Regions from separate parts of the Mus musculus genome. Here region 1 is linked to region 2. A link is a contact called in public HiCAR-type data. All regions are on one chromosome and are shown on one strand. The core of a region is the stretch at or near the end of the contact, and the rest is flanking DNA. Distances in the headings are between cores, read along the strand shown. Region 1 overlaps 4930546K05Rik (RIKEN cDNA 4930546K05 gene). Region 2 overlaps Ubash3b (ubiquitin associated and SH3 domain containing, B).

Evidence for each region. HiCAR-type assays count read pairs that join an accessible place to other places.
Region 1: a HiCAR-type map of astrocytes shows a contact between it and region 2, with 3 times the contacts expected there. The contact joins two enhancer-like sites. A contact is called at or near these places in 4 of 39 promoter capture datasets (the 3T3-L1 cell line, liver and maxillary cranial neural crest), 1 of 115 datasets of contacts at active chromatin or transcription factors (astrocytes) and 1 of 9 other capture datasets (macrophages).

Annotation. Positions count from the first base shown.
Region 1 is chr9:42,178,324-42,185,573 of GRCm38.p6, forward strand. It overlaps 4930546K05Rik (RIKEN cDNA 4930546K05 gene), which reads right to left. Exons shown (of 7, transcript NR_040754.1): 7 at 3,915-5,611. Among named protein-coding and RNA genes, the nearest start is that of Gm36390, 9.9 kb to the right of the region's middle. Within about 2 kb of position 5,423, at least 79 of the 459 cell types and tissues checked have an H3K27ac peak or open chromatin away from gene starts, as enhancers often do. A contact at or near this core is called in astrocytes, where this site is marked.
Region 2 is chr9:41,008,828-41,016,106 of GRCm38.p6, forward strand. It overlaps Ubash3b (ubiquitin associated and SH3 domain containing, B), which reads right to left. Exons shown (of 14, transcript NM_176860.6): 14 at 4,799-6,209. The coding sequence ends at 6,072. Among named protein-coding and RNA genes, the nearest start is that of Crtam, 7.8 kb to the left of the region's middle. Within about 2 kb of position 3,249, at least 34 of the 459 cell types and tissues checked have an H3K27ac peak or open chromatin away from gene starts, as enhancers often do. A contact at or near this core is called in astrocytes, where this site is marked.

The DNA of each region.
Region 1 (7,250 bases), core at 4,173-6,672, 1.2 Mb after region 2:
AGCCATCATATCCCAGGCATGATGTGGCTTTGTTCAGCCACCTGTTCCCACCACCATGGCCTGTAGACTCTATCAGCTCAAAGCAGTGGGGCCAATATAGATCAAGGATCACCAGTTCTGAAACCGTAAGCTAAGGGAGCCTTGCAGCTTTGTGAGCTGATTATATTGGATTTGTTGTATTAGTGGAGGCTGGGTAGACGGTCAACGTGATAAGAAAACATGGAAACAAAAGCAATGGAAGCAAAACTAGGTAACGTCCATGAACCAGGAGTGGTGTCAACACATGTAAACACAGAACTCAGAAGGAGGAAGGAGGAGGAGCGCAAGTTCAAGAGCAATTTGGGTCATATAACAAGAGCCTCAAGACAAAGAAAAGGAAGCCCTCTTCAAACAGACACACAGATCTTCCCCCCACCCTCTATGTCTGTCCCTGTCTCTTCTTTTTCTCCCTCTCCCTCTCCCTCCCTCTCTCTTCCTCTCTCTCCCTCTCTCTCCCTCTCTCTCCCTCTCCCTCCCTCTTTCTCCCTCTCTCTCCCTCTCTCTCCTCTCTCTCCCTCTCTCTCCCTCTCTCTCCCTCTCTCTCCCTCTCCCTTTCTGTGTGCATTTATTTAGTGTATGCACCGGTGCATGTGTGTGTGCATATGCATATGAAGTGGTCAGAGGTCAACATCTAGTGTGTCTTGCTCTATCATTCTCTGCCTTATTTTCCAAGACAAGGTCCCCCTCTAAACCTAGAATTCACCAGTTCGGCTAATCTGGTTTGCTAATTCCCCACTGTGCCTGGCCCTAGCACTGGGGTTGCCTGTGCACGCTGCCATGCCTGGCTCTTTGTCTGGGTGCTGAGGATAAGTGCAGATCCTCAAGCTTGCACAGTGAGCCCTTTGCCTATTGAGCCATATCCCCAGCCCCTCCCACTGCAACCCTCCCCCCAACAAATGGATTCCTAATGGGCCACTCTGGAAGCTGTCTGGGAGTTACCTTGTATACATTTACATAAATTAACGTAAATTTACATGTATATAAATGCTTCCTGCTACTTATTTCCTTTGAGGGCAAGGATTTTCTCTCCTTTAGTTCTCAGTGGGCTTTACACCTGGTGGGTTCTCCATAAGTATCCACAGGCCCTCTGATGCCCTTGGTGCCTTTGCCATCCTAGGTCTAAAGTAGTTTCAAATCCCTTCATTCTTCCACAGAAAGCCTGACATACGTTTTTTTTTTTTTTTTAATGTCCAATCCGAGTCCAGGGAAGCAAATGAAATATTTCAGTTGTGACCTGACCAATCCAGACCCTGGACTATCAGGCTAAAAGTGTTTTATAAAGATTAATGCTACTCTATGGTCACTTAGCACTTATAAAGTTACCCAGTTTTCCTTGGCTTTACCCCTTATTTCTTTATTTTAAACACACAGATATAAGAGTTTTTGTTAGACACTTCTTGTCTGAGAGTTTCTGTCATGGGCTGGAGAGATAGATGGCTTAGTGGTTAAGAGCACTGGCTGTTCTTCTAGAGGACCTGGGTTCAATTCCCAGCTCCTACATGGTAGTGTACAACTACCTATAACTCTGGGGATGTAACACCTTCACAAAGACATACAAGAAAACAAAATACACACCAATGAACAAGAGAGAGAGAGAGAGAGAGAGAGAGAGAGAGAGAGAGAGAGAGAGAGAGAGAGAATGAGAGAGAGAGAGAGAGTTAGTTTTCAGTCTGGAAGTTTCTGTCAATTCTATTTCCTGAGCATAGAATGTGCTCTTTGATGAGTTAAAACTCTGCCTACATAGCTTTAGTGAGGTAGATGGAAGTTGGTTCTTTCCTTGAACAGAAGTTTAAGAGAAGTCTAAGTTTGTAGCTGGCATTGGCCCAAGAATTATAAAGGCACACACTTCTGTTGTTGATCAACACCCAAGAATTGGCCTCAGCTGCCAGGTTCCAAAGACTCATGGTTCCACTTCTCCAAGACAGCAATCGCTTCCTCTAAGAACAGGACTAAGAAGGGAAGTAGTTATGCCATTATCGAGATGCTCCAGGGCAAGGGTGTGCTTGGAAACACAGAACAGTGAGAATCCACTTGAGTTAGCAAGCTCTGTGCATACTTGTGGAAGGAGAAAGAAGTGCCCTAGACTGCTGTGGTAGCAAAGAGGTCAGCTCAGAGCTTTGGAATTTTCCAAAATTCCACTGGACTCCTCCGCTCCTGGAAGAGACAGGTAGAGAGCACGGAGACCAGAAGGGAGAGGCTGAGTAAGCCCCTACTTCCTCATTCCCTAAAGACCAATCAGTTTAAAGGGCGCACTGTTCCACCAAATCATATTGTGATATGCTGATGCTCTATTCCGCCCCTGGAAAACAAATAAAAACTCTCCAAACAGGCCTCTGGGGGTGGCAGCCTTTCCTTAGGGCCTGGGATAACCCCAGTGCACTAGAACAATAAATTCCTCTTGCTTTTTGCATCGATTCTGCATGGTTAATTCAGGGGGTCCCCGGTAAGCTTTACAGTAGTTTGAATGTGGTTGACTCAATGGAAGTGGCACTATTAGGAGGTGTGGCGTTATTGGAGTGGCTTTTGCGTAGTAAGTGTGTCACTGTGTGAGTGAGGGGTCTTTGAGATCTCTATGCTCAAGTTCTATCCAGTATGGAAAGAGAGGTTCCTCCTGGCTGTCTGTAGAAGAGAGTTTCCTTCTGGCTGCCTTTGCATCAAGATGTAGAACACTCAGCTCCTTCTCCAGCACCATGTCTGCCTGGACACTGCCATGCTTTCTGCCATAATGATAATGGACTGAACCTCTGAAGCTGTAAGCCAGCCCAATTAAAGGTTCTCCCCTATGAAAGTTGCCTTGCTCATGGTGTCTCTTCACAGCAATAAAGCCCAAACTAAGACAACTACCTACCTATGATGCTTTCAACAAACATGGTTCTTGGCTCCACAGTGCAATCAACCAATGAGCAGGTGTCCCTGCAGAGTGTAGAGGTTGCAGGTGCAAGTTTGTACCTCTGTCTAATCTTTGGGACTATTTCTTTCTTCTTCCATTCTTCCTTTCAGGATAGACACCGTGGTTTTATTTTTATCCTGACAGCTTTCAGAGCTCACATCCACCTCCAGAGCTTAGTCACATATGTCAAGTCTAGCTGCAAGTGAGGCTGAAAAATTCTTTTTTTTTTTTTTTATGGTGGACATAGTAGGACTCCACAAAGATGTTCATTATCTTGTCCCTGAAGGTCATGACAAAGATACTTTCCAGATGAGGTTAAATTAGGTATTTCAAGAGAAGGGATTTACCCTGCTTTATCTGGGGGGGGGGGGCAATGCATGTGTGAGGGTCCTTCAGAAAGGGATAAAGGAGAGAGGTGAGAGAATGGCTGAAGATGCTTTGTTACTGGTTTTGAAGATGGGGGAGAGGGTAGTAGCCAAAGAGGAAGGTGGCCTCTAGACAAAGCAAGAACACAGAGGGTCTCCTCTAGCCTCCAGAAGACCCTTGTTTATTTCCAGCTTCTCAAAGTATAAAGCAGTAAATTGTGTTGATTTAAGACACTAACTTTGTGTGGTTTGTCACAGCAGCAGCAGGTAACAAATGCATTTATTCTGATTTGTTATTGCTTTTGTTATTCTGCTGCTATGAAAAACTGAACACAATAGACATGAGGAGATAACTAGCATTCCCTATGTTTTAAAATTATTATTGCTGCTATTAATTATTAAATATGTATAGATGTTCTGCCTGAATATGTGTCTGTGTACCATGTCCATGCCTCGGGCCCACAGAGGCCAGAAGACAATGTGAGATGATTTCCCAGAGCTATAGATTGTTGTGAGTCACCATGTGAGTGCTGAGACTTGAACCCAGGTCCTCTGAAGGTGCAGCCAGTGCTTTTAACACCTGAGTCATTCTTCAGCATCTGACACATTTCATTAATTTACTTTGATAGTGGTTTTTATTAATACTTCTAAAGATCACCTCTGCTTTTTCAAATTGCCTGCAAACATTGAACTGAACCCACTGCCGTGGTCTATCTGAATTGAGTTCACCACCCAACTCGATACCTGTAATTATAAGTATCCCTTTCGTTTTTCGTTAAGGGCTTCTATGATTGTCCCTTATATATCAGATATAACAAGATAGCCTTCATCCGTCTGACCTGAGAATTCTTGCTGTGGTGGTTTGAATAAGAATGGCTCCTACAGGCTCATGTATTTGAACGCTTAGTCATCAGGAAGTGGCACTACTTGAGAAGGTTTAGGAGGTGTGGCCTTGTTGGAGGAAGTATGTTTCTAGGGTTGGCTTTTGAGGTTTCAAAACTCAAGCAAGGCCTAGTGTGTGTCTCTCTTCCTGTTTCCTGTCTCTCTCTTCCTGTTTTCCATCTCTCTCTTCCTGTTTCCTGTGGGTCCAGAAGTAAAATTTTCAACTGCATCTGCAGCACCATGTCTACCTGCATGCCTCCATGCTCCCCATCGTGACAACAATGGACTAAACTTCTGAAACTGTTAGCCAGCCTTCATTAAATGCTTTCTTTTGTAAGAGCTGCCATGGTCATGGTGTCTCTTTACAGTAATAGAACACTGACTAAGACGCTCGTGGTACCCAGGATTCGGCATATCACAGTCCCTTCACCTATCTTGGAATTGCTATAATCACCTATGCATGAACATTCACCCTGTTCAATGGGAAGCCCATTCTCCCTGAGCCAGAACTCTGAAACAACAGAGAGGCTGAGAAGTCCCATTTTCCTTAGGTCATACCCCTCAGCGGTAGTCTGTCAGCCTCCAGCAACAAAGCTCAAAGGCTCTGACTTAAGCTAACCTTGGTAATAATGATCACCTCCACCAGGGCTCACAGCTTCAAAAGCCATAGCTGTTCTCTTCAGAAAGCTTTGAGATTCCAGTTTCTCCACAGGCTTCATAGCAATGGCCTAATTGCCTTTCAGGAAAAATAAAATGCCCACATTTCTGAGCCTCCACCCCAAGGCCCCTAGGCCTTTGCTGTTCACTCCAGCAATGTTTGGGATTGCTAGTTACCAGATCTGATATATCTTCTCCAAGCTGTTTGCTTCCAGAGAAACAGCCCAAGGGACGACAGCCAGGGTAATGGGGAAATGAAACCATCCTAAAGCTTTCAAGTTTCCGAAAGATGAGCACATTTTCTTCTATGTTGTTCCCCTCACCTGCTCCTTGTCCTCACTGCCAACACTCCCTCTGGCCCAGATTTGTTGGCAGTCCAGGCAGGAGCCGACTGCCTACCAGGCATCCTCATTAAAATGCACTGTTCTTGCTAATTACGAGCCAAGATTCTCCCACGGTGGGCCTGGTCTGGGCACTGCCATTATCTTCATAAATAGGCTCTTTACTTTGCAAACGCTGCTGTCACAGTCAGGCATTCTCAACCTGGCAAGGGCTCTGTGCATTCTTGAGTGGTGGAGGGAATGTGTCAGCAAGAGAAGGCAGAGGTATTCATGCCAAAGCAAGGCTCTGTCCTGAGTTCACCCCACTCAGTCTGGGCAGCAGGCAGCCAACACAATGGTTGAATCCGAGACTCCAGCCATGGCGGGCAGCAGCATATGGACCAGATCTTCTGGAAAAATTTATTTCCCATCATTTTCATCTTTACAGCAAAGGCAACCTAGTCAATGTAAAAAAAAAAAAATGTTTTTGAGAGCTCTGTTTTTTTTTTTAAAAAGAATGTTCCCACCCTACCCTCCCCCCCAAATTCACAAACTGGATGGCGGTGTAGGGGTGTGTTTGTGTGTGTGTGTGTGTGTGTGTGTGTGTGTGTGTGTGTGTAGGGGGGACAGATGAGTGCTTGGTCTCCCAAATATGCCATATGCAAGCTTGTCTATGAGAATTTGTTTATGTATTTAACTTCCTTTGCCTACAAAGCTCTGTGTACAGTTTTCTGTTTAGTGCTCAGCCGCCTTTTCCAGTGCTAGCTCTGTCTGAATACAGTCTGCTCTGATCCCTTCACATATGCCACCCCTTTTCTGCACCATCAGGGTGGTTCTATGTCATTTCTTAAGTAGTGCCTACTGTATAATTCTGGCTTTGTCCCCATAGCACACCTGTCACATGTAGCACACCTATGGTCTCTAATCCTTAACAATGGACCTTCAATCTCATTTTGTAATGAGAACACTGAAGCTCAGGGATGCCCCTCCCCCATCCTTCTTCTTAGCCAGGAGCAAAGTGAGGCTTGAAACCTTTAGCTGGTTGTTCATGGTAAGCCTTCGACCCTTCGACCCTATACTAGGTTACAGAGTGCTGGGGGGAGATTCTGCTCTTAGGTGCTCAGTAGAAATGAGTCAAAGAACCAGCCCCACACCATAGCCTAATTAGCTCCCTAAGACATGCTGTCAAGAAGAGCTGTATGAGAAGATAGCTCAAAGTGTCAGGGCAGAGAACATGCCTTTTTGCAAATTCACAGCTCATGAAATTTACTATTAAAAGGGCCACAGGGCCGGGAAGGTTACCGGCCTTCCCTCTAACATTGGTGCAATAATGAAGCACTCCTCAGACTCTGAGGTGCAGAGGCACTGTGGCAGGATCCTGTTAAAGTGCAGGGGGGGTGTAATGCAGGGCTGGGGCTACTCTGAGCAGCCAGACAAGAAGAGACTGCTGACAGACCATGTAAGAGCACGTGGGATCCATAGAAGCAGGAGGCTGTGAGGGTGTGAAGCCAGGTAGGGCTGGGAGTGAGAGAAAAGAGGGAAAATGTCACTGTGTGTCTATCACTCGTTGACCTATGTCTCCCCTTATCTCAGACCCTTTGCCTGGAAACCCCTTCCAATTTCTTTGCCTCGGCCCCACCCCCAAACTTTCATTTGTCCTTGAAAACAACTTAGAGGTCATTTCTAGTAAGCTTTGCCACTCATTGAGACTCAGCTGAGTTTCTTCTCTCACCTCTGGATAATGGTTGGCTCACATCTTAGGTTCTGTCTGCCTCCACCCCCACCCCCAACCAGGACTGTGCATCCCTTGAGGTCAGAGACTACAAATTAATGAAGTGGTACGAAATGGGTGTTTTTGAATACGCGGAGCTTACCACAGGGACTGAAAGGGATCATGTAGAGGAAGCCAAGCTTTCCTCTCCCCACCCCTAGGGCTCAGAATTAACTTGAATAAAATGGATGCCCAGGAGAAAGGCATACAAATGTTATTAGCACAAGTCAGGCGTGACACAGAGTCTTCATAAAGAAAAGAAGACTCCCAAAGACCTGGGGTGGAAATCTTACAGACGGATGGGACAAGGAGGGGAAAAACCAACA
Region 2 (7,279 bases), core at 1,999-4,498:
AGGCAGAGGCAGGCAGATAGATCTCTGTAAGTTCCAAGGCCAGCTTGGTCTACAGAGTGAGTTCCAAGACAGCCCGCTAAAATAAGTTTCGTCTTAAAAAAATTAAAAAAAAAAGAAAAGCAGTTATCTATGTATTCGTATGGTACATTTTGATATTATTAGTGTATTTTATATCCCTTTCCCCATTTGATTATTTTTAAAATTTTTTTCCTTTTTAATTTTTTGGTGGTGATGGTAGAGGGGACAGATTTTCTCTGTGTCACCTTGGAAGTCCTGGAACTCACTCTGTAGACCAGGCTGGCCTTGAACATTTAGAGATCTGCCCGCCTCTGCCTTCCAAGTGTTAGGATTAAAGGCGTGAGCCACCACCTCCTGGCTTCCAATTTGGTTGTTTAAAATGTGCTGGCAAAAGAAAAGAAGGAAAAAATTTAAAAAGAATAAGACATAAGGGAGGAAAAAGGACCATTCCTGTGCTCATTCTCAGGTGAGGTGAGTTGAAGGTGTGCAGCAACCAGCCTGAGCCAGTGCCATACCCAGCTTTGGTCCCTGGAAGCATCATCCTTACTACAGCCTGGCCTTTCCCCTGCCGACTCATTGACCTGGACAGCCCAAAGAACACAAGGACAACCAAAAGCTGACCAAGCCAGGACATATTTTCCTAGCCAGAAGCAAGTCATCTGGGGTCCACATGTGTATTTCTTGAAAATGCAATATTCTTTTTCTTCGAGAGGAAGATGTTTTCGGTGCGGGGAGGGTCCTGACACAAGAATAAAACAACGAAACCAACCCACACAAACAGGAGAAGCAGCGCATTTTGCTGAGGTCAGCTTAAGCAGATGCAAAGCACGCTGGCTGATTTTTTTTTGTTGTTGTTGTTGTTTTTCCTTTCTGGATGTGTAGCCACCTTTTGCAACAACACAAAAGGGCAAAATAAGTCTAGGGATCTTTGAAGCAGAGAACAGCTGAGAACCAGCCAGAAGGCTAAACATAACCTGGTCTTTTGTGCAGACTCCAAGCACTGGCTGTCACATTTCCTCAGGAAGCGGATCCTGCCAGGGCCATGGATGGCTGTGAGGATGGAAATCTATATTCATGTCCAGGGCACAAATTTGCTTTCATCAGCGTTTATTTAAAATCTTATTAGCTTAACACAGAGTTCAGAAATGGAGCCTGTGAGTGTAGAATGTAGCTTGGGCTCCATTTGTGCCCCCTCTTCCTTCTCCACCCCCCCCCATGCCTTTCATATTCTTGCTTGATAGATGATGCCTGACACACCAAACCTTCTTGAAATGGTCATTGGTGGGGAATGATGATACCAATGGGGTTCAGAACTGCCCCCCTCAAATATGTCACTTTGGTATAACTGAGGATTATAAAACAAAGGAGTTTGCAAGTGACAGCGGGAAGGTCACTTCTAATACCTGCCCTGTTCTTTCCTAAGCAGAGGAGAACCCTCTCATAGGAGATGCTATTCCAACAACTGGGAAAAGGAGGCCTTCGTGTCTCTGATGATAAAGAGACACTGTGGAGAAACCGAGCAGGTGATACGAGTGCCAGGCAGATCCTTACACAAAAATCATATTCGTTGCTCTACCATATTTCTTTACAACCACCCACTTGCCCTCAAATTTAGCATTATTCACTTGCCCTCAAATTTAGCATTAAAACATTTAGGCTTTAGCCCTGTGTGGTGGTGTGTGCCTACAATCCCAGCTTTGGGGCACGGAGACAGGGGATCAGGGATTTACAGCCAGTTTCAGTGGTTTAACTAGTTCAAGGCTAGCTATGTGAGTCTCTGTCTCAAATACCAATAAGCAATTATATACATGTATGTGTTTAGGTCTCATTGTGTACTGAGGATTGTAAGGCGATTTCTTTGTGAAGTTTTCCATGCTGTACAACTTTTAAACTTGTCTACTTTTCTCTTGTTAATTTGTATTTGTCCCAGGAGCCTTAGCTCTGAACCTAGAATCCATTGACTGAAAGGTATAGGGTGGCCCACGGTTTGCCTAGGTTGAACCGAAGGCATTGAAGAGTGCACTTTGCCCAGGACTACTGGGCTCTCACTTCTTAATCGGGATGCCTCACCAGAAATACCCAAGATGCACAGGGCTGCAAGCATTTCCTCGCCTTTCCATCAGCAGCTAGCATCCCTCTGACTCTCTGTTGGAAGAGTCATACCCTTAATGGACACCCACGCAGTCACATTGATCACTTTACAGTACCATGCGAAGACACAACAGGAAGAGACCACACTCAGGACTTAAATCTGTAGTTGTGCTGGGGCAACTGAGGGCACAGTTTCTTTTTATTAAGTCATCTCTGAACCATATCATGTCAGTGGATATGAACTGATCACAAAGCTGCCATAGCTCTATTCGGAAGATCAGCTTCCCGGCCATGGAAGCACGAACAGCATGGGGAGTGTACAAGGAACTTGGCAGACCAACTAGGTGTGGTTTTCTAGTCTTATAATTACAAACTTTTTTTCCCCCAAATAAATACACCCAAATCATATAGCAAAAAAGAGACACAAAAGTCTCACGCGTGAGAAAGAGACTAACATGCCTTCCTAACACAGCTGGTTCAGTGTGGTGTACGCAGGAGTCAAAGGCTCTGGGATGTTGTTTTTATCTTAGTGGCAACCAAAGAACCAGTATACATTGTTTCCGTTTAAAACATGTATCACATACAGGGTTCCATGAATAGTTGAACAGCTGCAAAATTTCTGTGCAAGGAACAGTGGCTAGGGAGCAGCAGGCAAATATCTGTGAGGACTGACTGTATATTGTCTGACTACTAATGACTCTAAATCTTTAACCTACACACAGCAAACCTAATACTATATGTATGTAACAGCCCAGCTATTTCTTCTGCATCGAGAGGCAGTGCCTACAGTCACCCTCCCAGCAACCAGTGATGAAGAGTTATAAAAGCCAATCCAATTCTAGACGTGTTTAACGATGAAAAGCACCACACAGCCCCACCCCCATCACCTTTGTAACATGAACAGCTCCTAAGTAGACATTAAGTCAGGTTGTCCCTTGCCCGCCGACAGCACAGGCTCATCAGACTAGACCCCCCTTTTTCTCCTCCTCACGTGCATGTGCCGGATTAGACAATTTAAATGCAAATCTCCAGGAGTCTCATTATCCAACTTTGTGCAGATTTGGTACAGTTGACTGTGCCGATGCCTGTGAAACTTAGTGGGAGGCTCATCTGTATTCTAACACACACATATACTGAGAGTAGATTCAAAAGAGCAATTCACCACTGCTTTGAAATGAAACCCAGCGCCTAGGTAACAGGGGAATTCTGTTCTTGGAGCACAGAAACGAAGTTTTCTACAAAGGCAGTGAGCTAGGACCTTCTCTTCCTGTTGCCACTGTGTTCCCCATGACATCAGATAACTGAAGTAAGAGTGCATTTTCACAGGGAAACATGTAGAGTGGAAAGGAGATGTCCAGGCCAGTGCTACACACAGCAGGATCCCACCTACACGGACTCCAAACAGAACTGGCGAGGAAGCAATCATCAGCGATTTACCAAGCCCACAGGGCTCCAGAAGGCATACTTCTTCTATTTTTATTTTTATTTCTTTATTTGCAAAATCATCTTTCAAATATAAGGTTACTTTAAAACAACTCTTTGGTTAAAGTATAATTAAAATAAAAAGCCTCCCAAGCCTTTCATCACACGGTAAAAAAAAAAAACCCTCTTTCAGCCATCAGATGGCCACGTAATGAGCCATTCAGGCTGCATGAATCTCAATGCAAAGGGAAAGAGACACTGTCATCTGAATGTTACTGGGACCCCAGGGTGAACCAAAGGGCCCCTCACAGCCAAGCAGCAGTGAGAAGAGCCTGGGAAAAGGGCAGCCTCAGTGTGTGTATTAACACGCACCAATTGTTCCAGTCAGACACCCAGAAATCACAGGGACAAAGTCCTACCTGGGAGTAATACTAAAGCATTTTCACACTTGGTGAAGTAGGACACTGTTTGGACTTGTAATCGCGTATTAAACCCTTCCACTAATTTCATCTCCCCTGAAATATTTCAGATGGCTTTCCAATGCTTTCCAAAAAGAAAAAAGGAAAAAAAAAAAAAAAGGGTGTTGGGGGAGTCACGTGATGAAAAAATTATTATTTTTTTCCTGCTCTGTCCCTAACCCATCTGAGCTAGCATGAGCTGCAGATTGAAAAGAGCTAGCCTCAACTCAGGGTCTACTGCCAGCAGAGCTAGCCTCAACTCAGGGTCTACTGCCAGCAGAGACATTCTGTATGCATATGAAGTCTGACTATCCAGATATCTCTCTACACACAGATTCAGTGTGACTCCCAAGACTGCTCAACTGGACCCAACCTTTAATTCTTTTTATAGACCAGTGTCCAACAAGATGTTAACTGGATTCAGATCACGCAGCCATTTCGATAAGCAATTTGGAGAATTAAACTTTTCTGTTATCCACTTAAGTTCTTCAGAAAGTTACTTCAGATTGTGCCCTCCCTGGCTCTGTAGACAGTTGCCCAGGACGCTGTCTATATTGGATTAAGGACAATGGAATACAGCCCAATCAAAGTGATGCATTTACCTGAACACCTAAGACTAAGACATACATGCACATACAGGCACATACAATGTGATGCTTCAACGACACATTTGTTTTACATCCGTGTTCCTTCTCAGTGGCCAGGGTTTCAATTTGCACACACACGCTACACAACGAACTATCTCGAACTGGGCTACTGTCTGTGGCCCTGATGGCTATCGGGATACACAATTAAATCGACATGGATATGGGATGTTTTGGTTTGATTGTCATTTATTCTTCTTTTAAATACACACACTCTCTCTAAGTACAGGAAGTAGGTGCAGTGAGAGCCCACAGATAGGCTCTGACTCTCCAGCTTCCTTCAAGTGGTCCTCCCTCCCGTCTGTTCTAAATTACCATAGAAAAGCAAAGAGGGCAGCAAAAGAAGCAGTGCAGTTGTGACTGTCACCATTCACGTTAGTCCCTGGGCTTCCTGGACAACCTAAAATGGGCTAACCTATGGACATTCTGCTACAGTGGACATGGCCTGTATGTGACCAACAACACGACCCTCGGTATAGTTTCTAAAAATATCTGTATTGCACTGGAGGTTTTTTTTTTTCTTTTTGTGTTTTTGTTTTCTGTTTTTGTTTTTTGCTGATCCAAATAGTGAATCCAACATAACATCCTTTCAAATGTCAATCTCCTTAACTGCTTAACACAGTCTAGAGTCTGGGTGGAAAGACACGTCCTGATTCAGGCAGGCTTGGGGACTTCACAGTTCATCCGGCCATCACAGGGGTAATTTCAACTTGGTTAAAATTCTGCAAGTAGCTCCACCTCCCATTCAACACACATCACTCGTTCTCTTGATCCCTCCTGAGTATCTCAACGTGCAAAGGGCTGTTCTCCCCATTTCACAGATAGAAGCATGAAGGGCCAGATTGCTCTGGAGATCAAGTGGTGTGGTACCAGGGTGAATGTCGGGAGACCTCAAGTGGGTGCCTCACAGCGGCAGTGAATGGAGTCTGCTGAGGGTAGAATCTGCTGTCTGACACAGGACTATTCTTACGGTCCCTAACAACCATCAAAGCACTCCTCAGTGTGGCTTTCCCTAACTTGCAAATGGAGTACAAAAAGACTATCCTCTCCCCAGTTGGATTCCAGACACAGTCCTTCCTCTTGCATGCCTCTCCGGGAGGGAGCAGCTCTCTGGGAGAAGAATGAGGCTCTTTAGCCATGCATAGCCTGAAGGAGGATGGTAGTTTCTGCTGCATCAGGTGCTCAGCCTAGGAAGACACTTCTCCAAAGCCTTGGTAGCTAGGCAAGTCCAGAGAGATGGATTGTTTTTTTTTTTTTTTTAATTTCCCCTCTGAATCACGACTTTCTCTCACAATCTCACCGTCCCCTAAGCATGAAAAGAAATATGCTAAATGATTCTGAGCTGTCTGCTTTGAATGCAGCGTGGGCTTTCCCACTGCTACAGGGCATCCTGAGGACTCATCTGCAAAAGGCCAGTTCTTCCCAGCTCTCAGGCAGCTTATTCTTGCAGGAGGGTCTCTCTCCAGTTGAAGCCCCCAGTGGGGCCATGGGTAAGGGGAAGGATGGGCGGGTCTGTCAGTTGCCATATTCCAGTTTCTCCCAATTCTTCGCAGGAACAGAAGCCTAGGTATGGGATCTGAAAGTAAACGCATCAGAGGAGGGAAAACAGAAGACCTCGAGTTAATGCCTTAACTTCTGTACTGACACAGGTACTCAGGTGTTTCCAGGACATGCAGGCAGAAATATAAAACCTTCCAAAACGTAACAAACAACCCCAAACAGATAGAACCTGTCAGGCTAAGCATTCAAATTGATGAGCAGGATTTGGCCAACAGTGAGCACCCCTACCCCATGATTAGAGATTGCTGGCTAATAGCATGGGAGAAGAGGATTGAAGTATGCATGGTACTGCCTTAACCACGGAGAGCCAGCCTAGATTCCTCATGGATGCCTAAAATTTGGATAATATCAAACCCTGTATATGGTTTTTCCCTATATTTACACACCAATGACAATGTTTAATTTATAAACTAGACACAGTAAGACCAACACCAATAATAAATAAAATAGAACCTTTTCTTTTTAACAATATACTATAACAGAAGTTATGTGAACATACCCACTTCCTGCCCTGCTAATATCTTACTGTATAATACTGTATCTTCAGAGCACAGCTGACCTCAGGGTTAGGGTCAGACTAGAGGAAGGCAGCTGTACCACCAGTTAACCTCCAATTGCATATATCGAGTTTAAAAAGCAGACCAATGACTCCTCACATTAAATTTGTGCGCAATGGGAAGGAATATCCAAGGTTTTTGAGGTAGGGTCTCACGTAATCCAGTCTGGCCTTGAACTCATTATGTAGCTAAGGATGGCCCTGAAATCTTGATCATTCAGCTTCTATTTCTCAAGGCATGTGCCACCACACCTAGCTGATTATTCAGTCAAAAAAAAAAATCTTGTTTTATCTTTTGGTGGGGGCACAGCACATATCTGTGACATTCAGAGAAGAAACCATGGGCTGTCATGGCAAGTCAGAGCTTATTTCTTCTGTGTTCTCTGTCCAGAGCCACAGTCATAAACAAGACAACCAACCGCTCTCTCCACCCCCGCCCCCCCACCCCCCCCACCCCCCCAGGTTACAGCCTAATGGGATGGACACTTGCCTAAGTGAACCTCTTTTAAAAATAAGAACACTGTGATTAT